Linked DNA regions of Mus musculus: region 1 is linked to region 2. Evidence: chromatin contacts called from public Hi-C data. All regions are on one chromosome and are shown on one strand. Each heading gives the region's core, a stretch centred on a gene start, on an enhancer-like site or on the middle of the called end of the contact. The rest is flanking DNA. Distances are from core to core; before and after follow the strand shown.

Evidence for each region. A called contact is a pair of places that touch in the nucleus more often than the background predicts.
Region 1: a contact with region 2 is called in a Hi-C map of muscle stem cells, with 2.1 times the contacts expected there. The contact joins two enhancer-like sites. A contact is called at or near these places in 13 of 484 Hi-C or Micro-C datasets (the C10 cell line, the G1E-ER4 cell line, cerebellar granule neurons and 9 more).

The regions. Positions count from the first base shown.
Region 1 is chr9:115,235,029-115,238,444 of GRCm38.p6, forward strand. No RefSeq gene overlaps it. Among named protein-coding and RNA genes, the nearest start is that of Gm26962, 36 kb to the left of the region's middle. Within about 2 kb of position 1,428, at least 75 of the 459 cell types and tissues checked have an H3K27ac peak or open chromatin away from gene starts, as enhancers often do. A contact at or near this core is called in muscle stem cells, where this site is marked.
Region 2 is chr9:114,803,812-114,806,899 of GRCm38.p6, forward strand. All of the region lies in intron 1 of Cmtm8 (CKLF-like MARVEL transmembrane domain containing 8), which reads right to left. Among named protein-coding and RNA genes, the nearest start is that of Cmtm7, 23 kb to the left of the region's middle. Within about 2 kb of position 1,585, at least 47 of the 459 cell types and tissues checked have an H3K27ac peak or open chromatin away from gene starts, as enhancers often do. A contact at or near this core is called in muscle stem cells, where this site is marked.

The DNA of each region.
Region 1 (3,416 bases), core at 178-2,677, 430 kb after region 2:
CTCCAAACAGATTAGTGGAGCTGAGCTCTGTTCTGCTCCGCACTGCAGGGGGTGGGGGTGGGTAAGTAAAAGTGGGGTACCATTTCCCACCATCTGGACATGGCTTCCTGGACTGGCACTTGTTGCTCCCTGTAGACCTTTGGGGTTTTTTGTCAGCGTTCCCAGAGTCTACTTTGGTCAGGAATCCTCTAGCAGCACTGGTTTCCAGGAGTGAGGAAGGCTTGGACTGTTCCATTGGCTGGCTCACCTCCCTTGCTCTTGGTGCAGGGTAGAGTTGTCAGTGGGATGATGTTGACACATCACAGTCATCTAGCAGAATATTCTCCACACTTCCCAAGAGTCCCGTTCACACCCAGTCCCCATCCCTCCTCCCTACTCTTCTGCCCTGAGCACTGTCACCCTTCAGGTGAGTGGTCCTTTTACTGTGTGGATGCTGCAAGAACCTGAAATGATATATACTGGTTTACCTGCCTCAGGCCTTCAGCATGCGCTATACATATTCTTGTTTGGTTCCTTAACGCCAATTATGTTTTGGATATTATTTTTCTTTAAAGAAACATCTTTTTTCCCTTTATGTGAGCATCAACTATCAATTCCCCTCTTTCTTTTCACATGTATGCACGTGTGTGTGCATGTCCACGTAGCAGCTCTGGGCTGTATGTTGGGACTCTTCCTCCATCACTCAGCATTCTGCTTTGGGGCAGGCTCTCTCAATCAAGCCCAGAACTTCTGAAGCCAAAGCCACTGGAGGTAACAGGCGGTGGCTACATCTACATGTCATTTACATGGGTTCTAGGGGTCTGAACCCCACTTCTCCTGCTTCTGTAGCAGGTCTTTTAAATGCAAGGCCATCTTCTCAGCCCTATTTTGTGTTCTTTTGACAACTTCAAAGAATGTTGACTGTAACTAGGGTATGTGTATCTTCAAATCACACTAACGCCAAGCCATTTGAATACCCACCAATAAGAGTCCATTTTTAGACATTCTCCAATGCTTAGTGAGCCTGGTGTATATTACATTTGTTTCTGTTTATTTGCCATTTTGATTTCTTCTGTTAAGGTCTCATGATGATCTACCATATGCCTTCCTTTGGTTCACAAGTTCCTTCATCAGATTCAGGGCAGAGGGATGACAATTCCTTGTTTTGCCAAGATGCCAGGACATGCCTGTGGGCCACTGAACAGAGGCACAATCTGCACAAGCTGACTTAAGGCTTCAGTGTCAGGATATGGTAGTTTAAGAACACAGAACCGGATCAGTAGAGAAATCACTTTTTGGTCAGTTTCAACACTGAGCCAATTAAATGGAAGAAGCAAGTCTGTGAATAGTGGTGCTGAGTTGATGAAGTGAAACTAATTGAGTCCTGCAAAAATCAGCACATTACAGCACACACCCAGTGCGATGGGCGATGTTACACAACCAGGCTACAGGAGTTGGCAGGCTCGCCCGTGGCTAGGTTTCCCTGAATCCCACTTGCATCTTCCTTGGAGAGAGGGCTGTCACTGACTCCAGTTAGCGCCCATCTTTTGCAATGTTTGTCACTGTGCTTTTCTTCACAGGGCTAGAGTGCCATTTTCTAAAACTTTCCCCTCCGCCTCCACAGGCCTGAGTTTCTGATCCAGGCTAATCATTGCCAACGGAGAGTCATATGAGGAGGATGATCACATGGTGAGTCATGGTGGCTTTTAACAGCAAGGACAGCTGAGGTCACCAAGTACACATTACTCTCAGCTAGTCGCTCTGGCTACCCAGGATACCTTCAGTTTTTGGTTTGGTCCCCAGCCTTTTACCAAAGCCATCTGAGCACAGCAGACACCTGATATTCCAACCCAAGTGCTTCCAGGTTGCTTTCAGAACTAGAAACCAGGCCCCGAATGTGTCATACTTCCCAAGGAGGATTCTGAGATTGTGGTTGTGTTCAGGGACACAACTTTGATAGTGTCCATTAAACTGAGGCGGCAGAAGAGATGTAAGAAGCAGGTGCTACACGCGCTCTGAGAGCCAAAGGGACAGTTTGTTGTGAGAGTTCCCTCTGACAGCGGGAGCCTAGAGGACAGACCACAAAAGCCCAGCAAAGATCGCTGGAAAATCTGTACACAAGAATCCTATTGCAAGATGAACACAGGCCAGTATACCAGAGGAAAGACATATTCTGAGAGAAAGCCAGCATTTGGGGCCATTTTCCTGGGAAATTGGAAGAGGCCAAAGAGATGTTCATACCTTTACAGGATGAGAAAAAAATGTGTATACTCACGTATCTGGCTGAAGTCTTTGCACAGCTTCACCTTGGGAGCAATGAGAGCAGGGCCAGAATTGTGTGTTTAGTCCTTAAACTGGGTTCAGGTGATTCTGCCTTGGGAAATTTCCCTACTTCTCCAGCAGATTCTCAAACAATCTCCTGCGAAGTAAAACCAGAGCCCCGGCCTACACTTACCCATACAGCTGCTTTTTCTTTTTTTTGGTCCTGGAACTCACTCTGTAAACCAAGCTGGCCTCAAATTCAGAAATCCGCCTGCCTCTGCCTCCTGAGTGCTGGGATTAAAGGCGTGTGCCACCACACCCTGTTCTTAATAGAATGCTTGTACCAGCAAAGCCCCCATTTTACATAGATAAGACCATAGATAACAACCTACATGAGAAAGCCCATGCAACAGAACAGACTCTCTAGGTACTGGAGGTAGGAGACACAACTTAAGAACATGCTCACTTTTAAACAGATCTATGGATTTTGTCATATCATGGCTGACAAGGCTGTTGAGCAGATAAAGGGGCGTGCTGCCCGCCAAGCTTGAATTTGAGACCCAGCACACACATAGTACTGATTCAAGTTGTCGTGTGACCTGTACGTCAAAGTCCAAGTCCTTAAATTCAAATATTTAAAAAGTTCTAAGTCTTTTAACTATGGGTTTCTATGTATTAAAAAAAAAGTTAAAGACTTAGTTTAAGAGAACCAGGGCAATAACAATCAACTTAAAGCAAACCCCAAATCAACTGTATAAATAGCTCAGTGTCTGACACTTGGGACTTACTCATCTTCTGGGTTCCAAAGGGCTTGGGCAGCCTCTCTCACATCTCTGGTTTTGTTGTCAGCAGCACTTGCAGGTTATCTTATATGCTCAGGCTGTCTGTACTCAACACCAGCTACTGTCCATGATGGTCACCCTATGAGCTTGGCATTTCCAATCTGCTAGAGTTTCCATAGCAACTGAGGCTGCACCTTTAATGGTCTCCTGGCTTCTCTTTGGGGACTCTTAACTGTGCTGTATGGTGCTAAGCTTTGGCTTGGCTTTTCTCCAGTCTCCCACTGCAATTGAGGCTGCGACATCTCCAATGGCTTCTCCTAGCCCCAACTCTCAGCCACTATGACCCTCTCATGCCTTCAATACCTGTGCCATATGGGAGACCCTTTACACATC
Region 2 (3,088 bases), core at 335-2,834:
CAGAGGATTGGGGTGGATTTCAAAGCCAGCCAATAACAATGCATCTATTATTCATCTTTGAAATTTCCAAGGCACTCTTTGGTCTGCTTCTCAATTTAAACCTGCCTATAATGACCCACCAGGGTGGTCACAGATCAGCGTCCCTGTGAATGTTGAGAGAAGACCCTGCTGCCAAATGAGCTAAGCACATAGACAGTTGTGCAATCCCCCGACGTGCCACTTTGGTGTACGGATTATTCTAAGTTTAAAGAACACCCCTGAAGAGTAGCCGACGCAAGAAAGAACGCCTCAACACTGTCTTTTCTTCCCGAAAACAGGATGGAGAAGCCCTTTATGGGAGATTCCCTCCCTGAGTTGCAAGGACAGTCACATTTTTATGGCCAGAGGAGGAGCGTTGAGGCCTAGAGTTTGCACAAGTGAAACTTGTTAAAAGATTTCTTCTCGGGATGGAGAGATAGCTTGGTGATTAAGAGCACTGGCTGCTCTTCCAGAGGTCCTGAGTTCAATTCCCAGCAACACATGATGGCTCACAACCATCTGTAATGGGATCTGATGCCCTCTTTTGGTGTGTCTGAAGACAAGGACAGTGTACTCACGTACATACAATAAATAACCTTTAAAAAGAGAGAGAGAGATTTCTTCTACTCATTAAATATTTCCATCCTCTAACTATTAAAAAAGATTTGCTTATTTATTTAGTGTGTATGTGTGTGTACATATGTCTCCAGGTGTGTGTATGCACATGTCTGTGGAGATCAGAAGACAGCTTATGGGAGTCGATTTTCTTCTATCTCATGGGAATGGGACTCAGGTTCTCGGAGTGGAAGGAGGAACCCAACCAACCCAGTTGTCCTCGGACCTTCGCTTGTGTGCCTCCACACCATAAATAAACAAAAAATAAGTGTAATTAAAATAAAAAAGCACACCTGTGATGGCCCAAGGTCCCATCAAGCCCCACCTCCTTACATTGCTTCCCACCCAAGCCACTGTGGGACCAAGCCTCCAGCATACAGGTAAAGGGACACACAAGCCACCTATAGCAGCACTGAAGCCAGTACATTCTTCCTCAGACAGGACCCACAGGACACAGGACAGACTGTGTCATGAGCTCTCCCCTGCCTCTGAGGGTTGACATTAGCTCATGCGCAAAGCAGTGTAGCAGGCAGCAGGTCAAGCTTCCCTTCATGTCAAGTGGGACTTGGTGACATGATAGGGACTCTCCACCAGGGAGGGAACACTGCTTCTTAGCAGAACATGCCTCTGGGCTCACCTCCTTCCCGAACACGAGGCTGTAAGGAGTCATTTCCACCAATGGACTCAACCCCCAAGTGTACCTGCAGTCATCATTTACATACGCAGTGTACGCATGCGCAACACATGCACTCTCTGTGTGTTGTGCGTCCGCATTTCCTCCCCACGCAGTCTTCCCGCCATGTGGGAAGGCTTCTCTATTCACACAAGCTGCCATGTGACCCTCTTCCAGGTCCTGAGGTTGTTTGAACAGTGCCTCTTGTTTCCCTGGGAACTATGCTGATCCAGCTGTTTCAGCAGCATGAAATAACCCCGACCCGAGTGTTATTTTTAATCTCCGCTTGTTGAGTCATGTCAATAGAAGGACCCGTCATGAGCTAATACCAGCACCGTTTGTGGAGAGCGAAGCAATCACCCACATGGGAAAAATCCAGGAAGGGAAAACCCTTGGCACTGAACCAAGAAGTACACCAACGCTTCACATGTCAAACAAGGGGTGGAGTGGGGCGGATGGTATCTGCCGCAGAACAGCTGTCATCCCAAATGAGGGACTGGAAGCAGATCGCAGCGTCAGGGATGGTCGCTCCCAAGTGCTTGGATTAAAGGCATGCGCCACCATGCCCGGCGTCAAATAAAGTCCTTTTAATAGTTTTTTTTTTTCTACCAAGTGTGGTGGGAGGCAGAGGCAAGTGGATTTCTGAGTTCAAGGCCAGCCTGGTCCACAGAGTGAGTTCCAGGACAGCCAGGGCTACACAGAGAAACCCTGTCTCGAAAAAAACAAAAATAAAAAACGATTTATTTATTTTATGTATATGAGTACATTACAGCTGTCTTCAGACACACCAGAAGAGGCTGTCAGATCCCATCACAGATGTTTGTGAGCCACTGTGTGCTTGCTGGGAATTGAACTCAGGACCTCTGGAAGAGCAGTCAGTGTTGTTAACCGCTGAGCCATCTCTCCAACTCTTTAGTAGTCTTTATGATCTCTCTGTGCTGTGTGATCTGAAGAATGGACTGTGTGGTAGATGGGTTTTTGTGTTTGAATGACTGAACTGATTGTGTATATAGCAAGTAAAAATAAAAGAATAAATATTGATACATAGATGGATGGACAGACAGGAAGGTAACATCACCAAATCAGGGGCTTACGAATATCCATCAGAAATGGACTGACCAAACACCTTTAAGACAGCCAGCTGGGGGCTGGAGAGATGGCTCAGCATTCCCATGTTGGCTCACAACCATCAATAACTCTGACACTTCTTTCTGACCTCGAGGACCCATGCACATACATGGTGCGTGGACATATACTAGATACAAACACATTAAGATAAAAATACTTTTTAAAAAGTCAACTGGGGTACCTGTTAGAAGCCTGGGCAGAGCAGAGGGTCTCTCCGGGGAGGGTTCAGGTAATAGAACAAAGAGCAGCAGAGAGCTGATGCCATCAATTCAGAGGCTTACAATATCCAGCAGAAACCCGCTGGGAGAGTTGAGGCTTGGGCTGGAGTTCTGGACTGAGCCTCCTCTCTGTAGCTGACCTTCCCTGGCTGACCTGAACAGCTTCTATTTCCTATCCTAGAATCAGGCACTTTGATGTCATGGGATAAACATAGTAACTTTGGTTGCAAATGGCTCCCCTTTCTCCCGTTCCCAAGTGTGTAATGATTTTACTCCCAGGCTGCTTTGCTGTTCTTCTTTCCCTGTTACAGAGTCGGGAGAAGGGCAACTCCAGACCTCGGCGGACACTTTAAAGACAAACATGCTTGAGTCTAAAACTGGGTGGTGGGGCAACAGCACTTCCCTGGGCCAGCTTTTCAGTAATTTCAAACAACAC